Linked DNA regions of Mus musculus: all the other regions are linked to region 1. A link is a contact called in public ChIA-PET and HiChIP or PLAC-seq data. All regions are on one chromosome and are shown on one strand. The core of a region is the stretch at or near the end of the contact, and the rest is flanking DNA. Distances in the headings are between cores, read along the strand shown.

Evidence for each region. ChIA-PET counts read pairs in DNA pulled down with a chosen protein or histone mark. HiChIP or PLAC-seq counts read pairs in DNA pulled down with a chosen protein or histone mark.
Region 2: a contact with region 1 is called in an H3K27ac HiChIP or PLAC-seq map of the NIH/3T3 cell line, with 8 times the contacts expected there. The contact joins the promoter of Pex1 here to the enhancer-like site in region 1. A contact is called at or near these places in 7 of 39 promoter capture datasets (the 3T3-L1 cell line, the C10 cell line, hippocampal neurons and 3 more), 2 of 484 Hi-C or Micro-C datasets (bone marrow-derived macrophages and myocytes), 9 of 115 datasets of contacts at active chromatin or transcription factors (the 230-238 cell line, the NIH/3T3 cell line, astrocytes and 5 more) and 2 of 9 other capture datasets (adipose tissue and macrophages).
Region 3: a contact with region 1 is called in an RNA polymerase II ChIA-PET map of effector CD8 T cells, with 18 read pairs. The contact joins two enhancer-like sites. A contact is called at or near these places in 1 of 484 Hi-C or Micro-C datasets (bone marrow-derived macrophages) and 6 of 115 datasets of contacts at active chromatin or transcription factors (CD8 T cells, acute myeloid leukemia, effector CD8 T cells and 3 more).
Region 4: a contact with region 1 is called in a BATF HiChIP or PLAC-seq map of CD8 T cells, with 6 read pairs. The contact joins two enhancer-like sites.
Region 5: a BATF HiChIP or PLAC-seq map of CD8 T cells shows a contact between it and region 1, with 8 read pairs. The contact joins two enhancer-like sites. A contact is called at or near these places in 2 of 115 datasets of contacts at active chromatin or transcription factors (CD8 T cells and effector CD8 T cells).

The regions. Positions count from the first base shown.
Region 1 is chr5:3,151,012-3,153,602 of GRCm38.p6, reverse strand. No RefSeq gene overlaps it. Among named protein-coding and RNA genes, the nearest start is that of Gm36548, 120 kb to the left of the region's middle. Within about 2 kb of position 1,307, at least 196 of the 459 cell types and tissues checked have an H3K27ac peak or open chromatin away from gene starts, as enhancers often do. A contact at or near this core is called in CD8 T cells, the NIH/3T3 cell line, acute myeloid leukemia and 7 more, where this site is marked.
Region 2 is chr5:3,594,754-3,597,344 of GRCm38.p6, reverse strand. Pex1 (peroxisomal biogenesis factor 1) reads right to left here and starts at 1,279. Exons shown (of 24, transcript NM_001293806.1): 1 at 828-1,279. The coding sequence starts at 956. Rbm48 (RNA binding motif protein 48) reads left to right here and starts at 798. Exons shown (of 5, transcript NM_172991.4): 1 at 798-1,379; 2 at 1,900-2,090. The coding sequence starts at 1,143.
Region 3 is chr5:3,493,253-3,495,843 of GRCm38.p6, reverse strand. The region is part of intron 5 of Cdk6 (cyclin-dependent kinase 6); the gene reads right to left. Among named protein-coding and RNA genes, the nearest start is that of Fam133b, 49 kb to the left of the region's middle. Within about 2 kb of position 1,318, at least 161 of the 459 cell types and tissues checked have an H3K27ac peak or open chromatin away from gene starts, as enhancers often do. A contact at or near this core is called in CD8 T cells, acute myeloid leukemia, bone marrow-derived macrophages and 4 more, where this site is marked.
Region 4 is chr5:3,476,317-3,478,907 of GRCm38.p6, reverse strand. All of the region lies in intron 5 of Cdk6 (cyclin-dependent kinase 6), which reads right to left. Among named protein-coding and RNA genes, the nearest start is that of Gm29868, 65 kb to the right of the region's middle. Within about 2 kb of position 1,292, at least 14 of the 459 cell types and tissues checked have an H3K27ac peak or open chromatin away from gene starts, as enhancers often do. A contact at or near this core is called in CD8 T cells, where this site is marked.
Region 5 is chr5:3,459,976-3,462,566 of GRCm38.p6, reverse strand. The region is part of intron 4 of Cdk6 (cyclin-dependent kinase 6); the gene reads right to left. Among named protein-coding and RNA genes, the nearest start is that of Gm29868, 49 kb to the right of the region's middle. Within about 2 kb of position 1,311, at least 79 of the 459 cell types and tissues checked have an H3K27ac peak or open chromatin away from gene starts, as enhancers often do. A contact at or near this core is called in CD8 T cells and effector CD8 T cells, where this site is marked.

The sequences.
Region 1 (2,591 bases), core at 58-2,557:
TGTCCAATGGTTTGGTCAAATATCTGAGTCTGACTCTTTCAGCTGCAAGCTTGCTTTTCAATGCATCCCTGGATACATCTCCCTGCCCTTGTTGACGTCCAGCCCACTGTCCATCTGTGTATGTCCAACTCCCCTTGACCCCTCCAAAGCAGATTTTACTGCTTATATAACTTTGGGACTGGTGGGGCATAGCCTTTAAAAAAAATTATGACTTTCCTGAGCCTTGTAAGTTTCTTATATTATCTGGGCCTTGTGTGTTTCTTTTATTGCATTTTATGAATTTCACTTACTTCCTCCATGTAAGAGGTAATGTTTTAATTTGAGGAGATAGTTTCATAACCAAGAGAGATGCACTGATGGGCTGGGAAACCTTTGGACCAACCATTTCAACAAGGAGAAGAACAAGACAAAACCCGGAGAGTATCTACATTGGCCAAATAAAACAGAGTAATAAAATTGATTAGCTACCAACTTCATGATATCATATCTTATCATCTGAATGATTTAAAACTGTCTCAAAGATTCTCAAATCATGAAACCTTAAAGGCTTTTCCTGTATCTGTTGTTGTGTGTAGGTCTAAGTGCCTACATCTTTCCCACGCCCAGTCTTACTGCAGACAACCTGGTTATAGGAAAAAAACAAAGTTGAATTTCAAATTAATTTCTGTAGACATCCAACTATCGGAATACAACAAGGATAGATACAATAAAATTGCACACATCCAGAATGATTCTCGTCTTGCGCGCGCGTGCGCATGTGTGTGTTTTCATTTCTACGTGATAGCACTTGATTGACTCTTTGCAAGAAACACTGAATTAATTTCCCGGGCTTCCGAGGTCCACACAGTCAGCCACATACTAAAACAATCATTCTAGGTGGAGACTTTGGTCTGTTAGCCTTACAAAGAGGGCATCCGGGAAATGAGACAGTTCCCAGAAGGGTGACCAACTCTCACGTGTTGAGGGCACCTCCTTTTGTTCCCCAGCTGCTGCCACCCACCATCTCACTTGAGAGGCCCAGCAAGTTTGTCCCCAGGCAGGCCAAGCAGAGGTGCGGGAACATAAAACACATTCCAGCGGTTGGCATCTGGGCGAGCAGCTGCCAAGCACAGTCAGCGTGTGGCCGCGGGGACTACGGAGGCAGAGCCCACACCAGCACCGCCCTCGGAGAGCTGGCTGCATGCAGGCTTGGCTCTGCAGGCTCCATCTGCTCTCCCCACAACCCTGCCACCCCGCCCAGAGCATCAGTCTTATCTCAAAAGTTTGGGAAGTGTGCCCAGGGGGTTGGCATCTTTTTGTGGGGCAAGTGCGTGGTGTGCAGCTTTGGCACTCCGGATCTCGGGAGAGGAGGTGGTGCGGTGGGGAGAGTATTTCACATACCGCGGTGACTATGACTCAGGGAGAAGGGAAACCCCAGAATTACCACAAAGCCATCCAAATCCAGGCTTGGCCTCACCAGTCAGCTAAGAGCGATTCTGTTTCATCTGGTTTCAGGGCGGGTGTTTGTGTCTGTGTATACGTATGCATATTTCTGAGAATGAATTCTTCTCCCGGTTTTCTTCTTTGAAAATAGATTGCGGGTTGGGGGCAGGGAGCTCGTAATGCCTATTAGAACTTCAAGAGATTGGTTTTCACAGGACAGCGCTTCAGAAAGGAGTCCCTGAAATTATCTGGTAGCCGCTTCTCAGCGACATTTTCTGTGGATTCACTTTAACATTTCAGTCCTTTTGAAAGCTACTATGGTTAAATTAACCAAAATCGAAATTTAAAAAAAAGTTCCTAGATTCTTCCAGGCCTACTTCACATCATCAAATCAGGCCCCGCTGGAGGTCCCATTAAAATGGCAGCTCCCACTGAGAGAGAGACAAAAGCCCCTCACTGAATGGGGATGCTGGAATAGTGATGGACTTTCAGAACAGCTTTTTTTTTTAATCCATCAAAAAAAAAGTTACCTCTGCATCGACTGTGAGAGAGTATTTATTTAGCTCTCCACACTGTGGGAAATGAAGGCTGTCTCCCTGATAAGGACACCAGCCTTTCTTGGGAGAGGAGAGAAATAGGAAGCTGTAACATGGCTGAACAAATTCCTCCTTGCAACAGAAATCGTGGGATGTTTCAGATGTGAACAGCTAAATTTTGGTGTGGTTTGGGACAAATTAATATGACTCAAATCTCACCTCACACCGGAGGCTGCTTCTAAGGAAGGGGGTGGGATGAATGCATTCATGTTCCTCAAAGTTCTGGCCAACGCTGTCTCCATTAAATTTAAATGTGGCTCCCTCTTCCCCCCCCCCCTCCACAAGAAAGTGATTTAAAAAGAAATGGGGACACCGAGAACAAACTAAAAATATATCTAAACAGCTTAGCTGTGTGCCAAGAAGGCTCAACACATGACTATGTGATATCCTAGGCTACATGAATGGTGTTTTTTTTCTTTTGTTTGCTTGTTTTGTTTTGTTTTATGTGACAAACTAAAATCTCCTGACCTTTGATTTGAGGCTAACTATGTTAGCATGTTCAGTGTTCCCCAGTGCTTCCCATGCAGTCCCAACAGCTGTTATTTCAATTATGCAGGCCTAAGGACTCACAAG
Region 2 (2,591 bases), core at 30-2,529, 440 kb before region 1:
GATAAATGTAGCAAAGAGGAAATAAAGGTAGAATACTTGAAGTCATTTCAAACTCTTGTATATTTTTTTTATGACCCAGTGTTCAGGTACCATGCATCTAGGATTTTAGATTTCAAATACTCTAACCCCATGAATACACTCAAACTAAGAGAGTCTATTTCTGCTCACTCTTAGGAAAATATGGATGCTGTATTTCCACCGATGGTTAATAGCCTTGAAACACCATAATGACAGAATCCAGACAGCTCGCTGAGGTCCAAGTAATCCTAGCTACCGAGGTGAAAGTGTGGGGTGTGAATAATTCCATCACCTTGTCACCCCGCCCCACCTCCCTCGCCGCACATATTCTTGCTATGTTCGAAGTCCTCCGGAGCAGGGAGAGCTATCTATCCTTTTATTAACCTTTCGCACAGGTTGGAAACCTTGGTAATCTACAAACCAAGTCTGCCACTCAACACCTCTATCGCTGCACCGGCAACTCGTTGGCAGGATAATGCTTTAGCAACCTGTAAGCAAACCTGTAAGAGCTCTCTAGAACTTTCCATCCTTGAGTGAGGGCCGCTTCTGACTGCTGGGGCAGAACCCTTGCATGCTCAGCTTGCTTTAACCGAGTTAAAGGGGTGCACTAGGAATTCCACGGTAGGGTCTGAGGATACACTAGCCGTGGTGTGGATGCACACGCTGCCACTCCACGCCATGCCCGCAGGGGGCCCTCGCTCACGCCTCAGCTCGGGGTCGGTGGCAGACGATGTCCCTGCAGGAAAAGGTGTCAGCTGACCCTAGTCCCACGAGACGTCAGTGGTGTCCGCGTCCCGCCAGCGCGTTACCTGCAGCAGGTGAAGCTGGGCCACGAGGCGCCGCGGCAGATGCAGGAAGCAGTCCCGAGCATTCGTGAAGGCCACCGTCACGACCGCCCCACCAGACCCCGCACCCGCTAAGCGATCGCTGCTCCACATTGTCCCAAGGTTCAACTCTCACCGGAGAGCGGAGTCCACCGGCTTCTCGTCAGGTGAGAGCGTCGGAACCCGAGAACATCGATCAGGCCCGCCCCCCTCTTCCCACGCCCGGCCGCTGTCACCCTCGGGCCACCTCCGAAGCTCTAGGGGGCGGCACGTCGCTCGTCGAATTCTCGCTCTCAGGAGATGATCGTCGATGGGGTCGATCCTTCAGCCAATCCTAGCACGCCTGGTCCATCCTGCTCTCTTATTGGACTCAGAGGAGCGCGGCTGGCGGATGTTGTTCTGGCGCGGGGGACTAGAGCCGGCAAGATGGCATCCAGTGACGGGAAACCTGGTGGCGTATTCGATCACCACGTCCAGACGGCTGTGTGTGACTCGCGGGCCAAATACCGGGAGGGCCGACGCCCTCGCGCGGTCAAGGTAGAGTGACTCGGATTCTTCTCTCCCCTCGGCAGGGACACTAAATTCCTGTGAGCACTAGCTCCCCAAGGCCTGCCTCCATAAAGGCATGGCAGGGATGTTGTGAGATCCATCTCTAAGTGGAGGGGGCACGAAGAACCCGGGCCCCGGTACCAAAGGTTATCACTACCCTCGGTTAGCTGCTTACCAAACCTCCAACCCACTATTTTTAGCTTTGTATCCTATGTGTTTACAATAGCGCTTCTCACAGGGCAAGCCCAGGGTGAGTGAGTGTTCAGTGGCTGTTTACATTAACCTCTCTGGAGTCAGCTTTTGGAAAAGACGTCTGTTAAGTGGTTTAGTCAGATACCCTTATGTGGAGTGTGGTAGTCTTTAGGCAGAAGAGTGACAGTTTAGTGTGTATGTTTTGCAGACCGGATTGTTTCTTGTTTTCAAAGCTCCATTTAAAAGGGGGTGGGAGGACCGATTTGCCATAGGCTTGTTTGAAGAGTACATTTAACGAGGTCTCCTTTGACTTTAGGTATATACAATCAATTTGGAGTCTCAGTACTTACTAATACAAGGAGTTCCTGCAGTGGGAGCCATGAAGGAATTAGTTGAGCGTTTTGCTCTGTATGGTGCGATTGAACAGTATAACGCTCTAGATGAATACCCAGCGGAAGATTTTACAGAAGTTTATCTCATTAAATTTGTGAAATTACAGAGTGCAAGGTATGTACAAGTTAAGCAGAACTCCTGTTAAAATCTTATTCCTGTTGCTGTCATTTTGGCCCCAACTGTTTCCCAAATGTACCCAAAGCACAGAAGCACTTCTTGCTCTCAGTCTTCCTGATTGGGGGGAGGAGGGGAGGGGACAGGGTTTATTTGGATAGCCTTAGCTGTGCTAGAATTAGTTCTGTAGACCAGGCTGGCCTTGAACTCAAAGATCCCTTTGCCTTTGCCTCTGACTCTCGAGTGCTGGGTTTAAAGGTATGCACCACTCCACCTCGCCTTCCAGTTTGTTTTTCACCAGGCCTCACATCTGCGACTTAATCACTCTAACAGTGAGTGACATCCCAGCTCTTCCTTCAAGCTTTTAAAAGGCTGACTTTACAACAATACTCTTCCCATCCTCTCATACCTGTGCTTGGCAAATTTTGAACCTGTAGTGTGGTAGATTAAGAATTACGTTTGAAGTAAATTATCAGTCCTGTGGATTCATGACTGTGGAGA
Region 3 (2,591 bases), core at 69-2,568, 340 kb before region 1:
CTTTACATCAGTATAAACTTGATCTTATTTGATGGCTTATAATTGTTTAATATAATTATGTAGTTTGATATCCAAAATACCTCAGAGGTATGTACCCACTCCTTCAAGTTAAAACCTGTGACATTTGCAAAATTTTGTCTTTACTTTCTGGTACAAAAAAGAACACTCTAGGCCTGTATTTTTAAAATGTTCTATAATAACCACATTGTCGCTGTCAAATGAGAGTATGCAATGCATGTAATTAAAGTCAACCTCAGGTTGGAGAGATGGCTCAGTCCTTAAGAGTGTGTCATGCTCACAGTACCCACAGAAGCTCACAGAAGACTATAACTCCGGTTCTGAGGGGGCCAGATGCCTCTTTCTCCTGTAGGTATCAGCATTCAGGTGCATACACCCTACACACATAATCAAAAACAACCTTACATAAAATAACATATATAATATACACATTATGAGGTACTTTTAAAGGCTGTTCCTGAGGCTAGATGTCAAGTATCCCATGCTGCTCTCAAACAAGCCAGTTAGCCAAAGATGGCATTGAAGTTGTGCTTCTACTGCTCCTGCTTCCTCCCTCCAAGTGCTAAGATTACGGGCATGTGTTACCACACCCAACTTATATTGTTATTATTTTTTCAAATGCAGCTTTCTGGTTCAACATGCTTCAGAAATATGAGAATAAAAGGGATCTCTGCACGGAGTTCCATTTGAGACGGGACAGGGCACAGCTGTCTCATCAATCAGTTTGGAAGGCAGTGTCTAGTGACGGTCCACAGACAACCATTGGTCTTTTCCTGACTGAAGCCAGTCAGCCAGAGACACAGCTGTAGGCATGACACAGTTCTAGCACATTCTGTGCTCCTTGGTCTCATAGACAAACGTGTGCTTGCTCCCGTCTCAGAAGGCTGAAGACACTGAATGGCAGGGAGATAGTCATTTCTGTCCTTCTCAGAAGAAATTCTTGCTGACTGTTCGGAGTTCCCCTACAAGCTAAATGTGAGGCATTTCTTCCTGTGGCTCAGAACAAGAGTCTACAATGGCCTTGGGGATTATGCTCGCCACTCTGTGAAGTGCTGTGGCAACAGGGTTTCAAGGCAAGAAGCCCCTAACACCTTGCCCAGCAGTCTGTGGGCCTCTGCCCCAAACAGTCCCACCTGGTTTCTGAGTCTTATTAGATAGGTTTTCTGGACCTCATCTGTGTACTCAGTGTCTTGCCAGATTCTAGGCTTGGCTCTGGCCTTTGCAGAAGCTGTGGTGGGGCAGATGGGGCAGGACCAGGAAGAGCCCCAGAGTGACTAGGCATGACTTCATTAATGAGTCACCCGGCCACACTGTTTAGTGTGCTGTGGCCCAAGTTTAAGTCTGATACTTAGGACTGGGGTACTGTCTAGGATCTCAGTGCTGCAGGGCCCAAGACTTTTTGACTTCGAATTCTTCTCATGCCTGATGTTAGCAATGATAATGCTATCCTGCTCTAGATGATGGTGTAGCAACACAGACAACATAATCACCGATACTGAGTATATAAATCCAGAAGAGAAAGCCAAATGCTGCATGAGTGCCGTTTTGCACCACTGTGTGGGATTTACGCTTGAGTGCTCTCGCTTTAATACTTGAGACTGAGGTCGAGGGATGGTTGGGCACAGTCACCCAGGTAGGAAGTGATACAAGAGGGGACTGGAGGCTGCAAAGCTGGCTCACACCACCGCCTCACTGTCCTGTGTCCTCCAGATAATGCCAGGTGACTGCTGGTGAACATGCGCCAGTGACTTTCATCACCACAATAGGCAAACTCAGAGGCAGAAAGGTAACCTGGAGGGAGATTTATGTTGGCTCCTGGTTTCGGGGAAGGCAGCTAGCTCATCACGGTGAGGAAGGCGGACAGGAACGGCTGCGTCTGTTACTTCTCACATCGGCAGAGTGTTCGGTAGGATGCAAGCCTCCAGCCTCAATGAATGACTTCTGTTAGCCAGGTCACAGTCCCACCACCTCTCAGAACAGGCAGACCAGGTGAGAACCAAATGTTCTAACACACGGGGCTGCAGGGGACTGTTCCATAATGGAGACTCAGCCTGACTCAAGGAGAAACCAACGAGCCAAATACCATCAATAAGCATGCTTTAAAGGCCAGGTAACTCTCACTCGCTGGTTGTAACAGGATAATGAGGAGCCAGCGTCTCCTGGTCCACCGAGCAGTAGATTGGGTTGGCCACACAGTACTCAGAAGTCTTTTTCTTTGCCTTTTCAGTACATGGCAGGTCAGGATGTCCTTGTTCTTCACGGTGCTGACTTAAGGGAACCCAGAACGGGAAGACCAATATGATGCCTGCCCTGCCAGGCTGACCAGGTAGGGTAAAAGAAAGTCGGTCAGTGGGCTAGAGAGATGGCTCAGTGGTTAAGAGCACTGATGCCTCTTCCAGAGGATCTGAGTTCCATTTCCAGCAGCCACATGGTGGCTCACAACTGTCTGTAATGGGATCTGAGGCCCTCTTCTGGTGTGTCTGAAGGGAGCAACAGTGTACTCACATAAAATAAGTAAACAAATCTTTAAAAGAAAAAAAGGAAGTCAGTTATTAAAGGAGGTGTCTTCCCTT
Region 4 (2,591 bases), core at 43-2,542, 330 kb before region 1:
CCCGGAGCTCTTGTCTCTAGCTGCATATGTATCAAAAGATGGTCTCGTTGGCCATCAGTGGAAAGAGAGGCCCATTGGACTTGCAAACTTTATATGCCCCAGTACAGGGGAATGCCAGGGCCAAAAAGGGGGAGTGGGTGGGTAGGGGATTGGGGGGGTGGGTATGGGGGACTTTTGGGATAGCATTGGAAATGTAAACGAGGAAAATACCTAATTAAAAAAAAAAGAGTTGAAAACTCAACACTGATTAGAGTGTGAAAGTATCTGCTTGTTCTCAGACTGAGCTATCCTGGATCTGTCTATCGCTCTATCAAGACTGGTCCCCTTTACCTGGGTTCCGTATCTAATAGGATGCTCCTTTAAAGTTCTTTAAATAAAGACCAAGAAGACAGGAGGCAGAAAGCCTAGCTGCGTAAGAGCCTGAAGCTCTGCACGCAAGTTCTGACCGAGCCGGAGGTGGCAGGTTTTCTCACCTCCTGGTGCCTGGGCATCTGTGACAGCCAGTCAAGCCCTTCGTTTCCTTGAGGTCACTAGGAGAGTACAATATGGATGCCCACCAACACAGCAAGGGAGGGGAAAATTGGCAAGGCGCTCAGTAACATTTTAGACATTTGCTCACTGGCCTTCAAGCCACAAAGGACAGTTATAAACTGTTAGCTTCTGCTAGTGGGTATTTAATTCATAGAAATCAATGACGACAAGTCTAGAGAAGCCACCAGACAACGAGTAATATTATCATGAAGTTTGTTTCCTGCGAACAGTGACAGTATTTGTTATATTTTTCTTGGTGGCATTTGGCACTTTGTAGCTAAGGACCAGCAGGGCTGGCAACCCAGAATTTCTAAGAATTCCTATCTGCTCACCACAATCTCCATATTCAAAGAATTTGTAGCATATTCTATTCTGTTTCAATGTACACTCTCTTTTATACCTTTGCTTTAACCTGGAAAACCCCATAACTTTCAAACGAGAAACTAACAGTTCTGGCCAGGACCACAAAGCAACTACTAGGTACCCAGAGAGTGGAGATGAGTAGTTGATCTTGCCGCAGAGTTAAATACCACTCTATTCCTGTCCCCACATCTCCCCCTAGCCCTCCCATCACTTTAACTACATGGCTACTGACCAGATCTCTGACTGTTTTAGCACAATACACATCTCAACGTGACATCAAGATGGTTTACTTACAAAGGAGAGAGAAGGGAGATTAAAAAGAATATAGCTCTAATCCGTGTTATCCACTCTGTAGAATGCTTCTGTGGGTCAGTGCAGGCAATTATTAAACTCAGATAATACTGACAGATGGTATTTAACTTTCTGGCTATTTGGCAACCATCTGCCCTAAGACTCTCTTTATTGAGTTTGTATTTCCTAGGCATCAGTTTTAGAATAGAAAGCATGTAACTCTTGATAATGTGACAGAGAATCAATCAGCCTTTCGAACGCTGGGGAAAGTGGAAATCGAGGGCATTGACTATGTGATCTGCTCTTTCGCCTCTAAAATGTCATTGTTGTTCTCTTGTAGCAATACATAAAATACTATAGAAAAAAAAGCTCTTGTATGTTTGGTGTTGTCAAGAGCAAAAACCTAACAGAGTAGAGCAATTGGCAGCTATAGTATCAGGACGACTTGGATTCAAACCTGGCTCTGCTGTGTAATAGTTGGTGTTCCCGAACAAGTTATTTGCCCTACTTGTGGAAGATTCCATGTCTCTACCCTCTGAATATGGCATGGTGAGGTAACTCCTGAAGGAGACAGCCCCGGGCTTGGAAGACCAGAAGTGTTTCACTCACCTGCCTTCTTTGCTTCTGGGAAGGATGCCAAATATTGCTCATACAAAAATGATTATTCCTCAAAGATTTTATACAAACAAGTAGGATGCGACCTCTGGGCTTTCACTGAGAATTCTTTGAAATTCTTCTTCTTCTCCTTCTTCTTTTTAAAAGATTTATTTATTTTATGTATATGAGTACACTGTAGCTGTCTTCAGACACATCAGAAGAGGCATCGGATCCCATTACAGATGTTTGTGAGCCACCATGTGGTTGCTGGGAATTGAACTCAGGACCTCTGGAAGAGCAGTCAGTGCTCTTAACCGCTGAGCCATCTCTTCAGCCCCCCGTACAGTTTTTATACCAACCCACAGCACCCATCCCTCACCAGCCAGTTCTGCTTAACGAACTCATCACACACTCAATGAGTTTCTTTTTTACTAGGATTTATATGGTCATGTCTCGGGAGTGACCCTCTCATATAGCAACCATTCTACAGGGAGTTGTATTTTAGGGTTTAGTTGTATTTTAGATACACTCAGCTGGTGATGTATGAGGCCATTTTGGTGGATGGTCATGGGCAGCTTTCTTCCTTCCTTCCTTCCTTCCTTCCTTCCTTCCTTCCTTCCTTCCTTCCTTCCTTTCTTTCTTTCTTCCTTTCTTTCTTTCTTTTTCCGAGATAAGGTTTCTCTGTGTAGCCCTGGCTGTCCTGGAACTCACTCTGTAGGCCAGGCTGGCCTCGAACTCAGAAATCCACCTGCCTCTGCCTCCCGAGTGCTGGGATTAAAGGCATGTACCACCACGCCTGGCCATGGGGA
Region 5 (2,591 bases), core at 62-2,561, 310 kb before region 1:
CCTCCCCTCTCCCTTCTCTCTTCTCCCTTCTCCTTCTTCTTGCCTTATCTCAGGGTACGGACAGGGGTAGGGAAAAGGGAAAGGAAATATCCGTGAAGCATGGCAGACATTAAAGTTCCATGTTGGGCTAACCAGCTCGTGCTGTATATAACCTCCAGTTTGATGTTTGATGAAGCACCATGGCCTGCTTCCAGCAACAGGGAAGGGCAGATGGACAGAGAGAGACATCTGAGAGCAAGGAGCTGGTGGCTGGCAGCGCCAGGAACAGAAGCAGGACTGGGACCTGTGACTCAGGTTCACTGTCACTATGCAAGTCACTGACTTCAGATCTTCCTTCCCTTTGGGGAAGGAGAAGGGTGCTGGGGACTAAACTCAGGCCTGCACACGTGCTAAGTTCTGTTATCAGACCTATTTTGATCCCCCCCCCTTTTGAGATAGAATCTTGGGTATGTAGCCCGGGCTAGCCTAGAACTTTCTATGTAGACCAGGCTGGACTAGAACTTGCAGCGATCCTTCTGCCCTGCCTCCAGAGTGCTGGGATTGCTGGCATGCACCATCACAGCTGGTTCAGTCGTTCCCTTTTAGGGTTTTTGTTTAATTATCACTTTTAAACAATGTGGTTTTTGTTTGTTCTGTTTTTGTTGTTACTGTTGTTGTTTTGTTTTTAAAGTCAATATTTCTAGAGCACTGTATGTTTATCAGAAAGCTGATGAGAACAAGGGATCTTCCTACGATACTTATATCCAAAAGGTTTTCACTAAAATGGTGTATGGATGAGCAAGGGTCCTGGAGAGAGGGGAAGGAAGAACTGCTTAGCCAAAATGCTCTGCACGGGGCTGGCAGCCTGCTACGCCAGGCGCGCTTCTCTTGGCCTTTTCTGTACCACTACCCTTCCACCCAACCTTGTTCTCCTTTTCCAGTCTTCTATCTCTGCAAATGAAATCACTAACCAGTTCCTCGAGTCAGGCTCTTCCTCAAACTCACCCCTCACCCAGTTACAGACTTGACAACACGGCAGCTCACAGAGGACTGGAGCTGGAGAAACAGGCGATGGAAGACACAGCTTGGAAGTCCAATTTGAAAGTTGCTTAAACAAGAAAAGGGCCTGATGTGTTATCTGTATATCCTTAGACTTTCAGGAAATACAGAAAGGAAAATTAAACAAACACGATCCTACACTTAACATTAACATATTTTTAGAATTTAAAATTATTCTCAGGTATCTTTTGTAAGCAGAGAGGAAGGAAGGACCACTGTAAAGGAATCCCTTAATAGATGACTGCAGAGTACGAGTTCTCTTACTGCTCAGGGGCTGCAACCCTTCTCTTGAAACCGTCTCGGTTTCTAGGAAGAACCACACGAATACCAAGGACTTTACAAAGCGTTTCTAAGTACATCCGCTATCAGGAGAGAGACCTGTGTGACAATAAAAGGCAGCAGAAGGTTTCTCACCTAGGCCGGGGCTAGCTGCAGCGTGCTTGGGGGCACTGTGGTTGCTGCATGCAAACACTGCTGGAAAGAAGAAGTACCAGCCCAAGGCCATGCTAAGCTCGGCTTTGACCTCAGAGCTAATTCAAAGGAAAGGCCTTTCCATTTACAAACATTTCAGAGAATACTGCTGCTTTCTAGAAATGTGTGGCAGGTAGTTTCCTTATCCTTAAGGCTGATGGGTGGAGACAGGATTACAGTGGTACCCAAGGAAACATGAAGACTGCAGAGAGCATTGTTTATCATCCAGGAGATGAAAAGGTCCCTTTAGTGATCACTGCAGATACTTAATATAGAGATGACCCTCATATGTGGCCAAAGTACAAGTAGGGCCTAGTGATAACCTCTCTGAAAGTCTTGTGGAACATTCTGAAACAACTAACAGTCCACTGCTCTGTATTCCCACACTATACCTCCCTCAGTTCTTGCTCTGATACCTGGTGTGACCACAAGAATCTACTTCTACCTCTGTGTTACTCCCACTGCGCCTAATTCTATAATGACACTGCTTACTTTCAGATCCCCAATCTTGCTGTGCGGCTGATTATCTGTTACTACAACACAGTAACCAAAATAATTGGGTTATAAGAGAAAAAGGTTTATTTGTGCCGCACAGCATTGAGGGATCTAGTCCATGATAGGTTGGCCCTTCTCGTCTGGGCTGGTGGTGAGGCGGTGTCATGGCAGGAACATGTGAAGCTGAAAGCTGCTCACAATGAGAACGGAGGAGCAAAAGGAACCTGAAGGTGGAAGGTGTCCTACCATCACTCTCAAGGGCATGCCCCAATAGACACCCCCTCCCCGCGACCTTCTAAAGGTCCCATAGCTTCCCACCTTGGGAGCCAGTCTTTAACACTCTACCTCTAGGGGTCTCTGAGGTTGCTACTATATTTAGCATATAGCAGTCACTAAAAAGCTGTCAGATATGTGATCAAGAAAAACATTTCTCCGAAAATGCTCCCCAACCCCAACAAATTCAAAATCAGACAAACAAAACCAAACAACAGCAGCCCTAGCAGCAGCAACAGCAAAAACAACAACAAAACCCGAAAAAGATCGGCAACACACCAAACCAGAGAGTGAAGAATAGTCTGTCTTGAGGT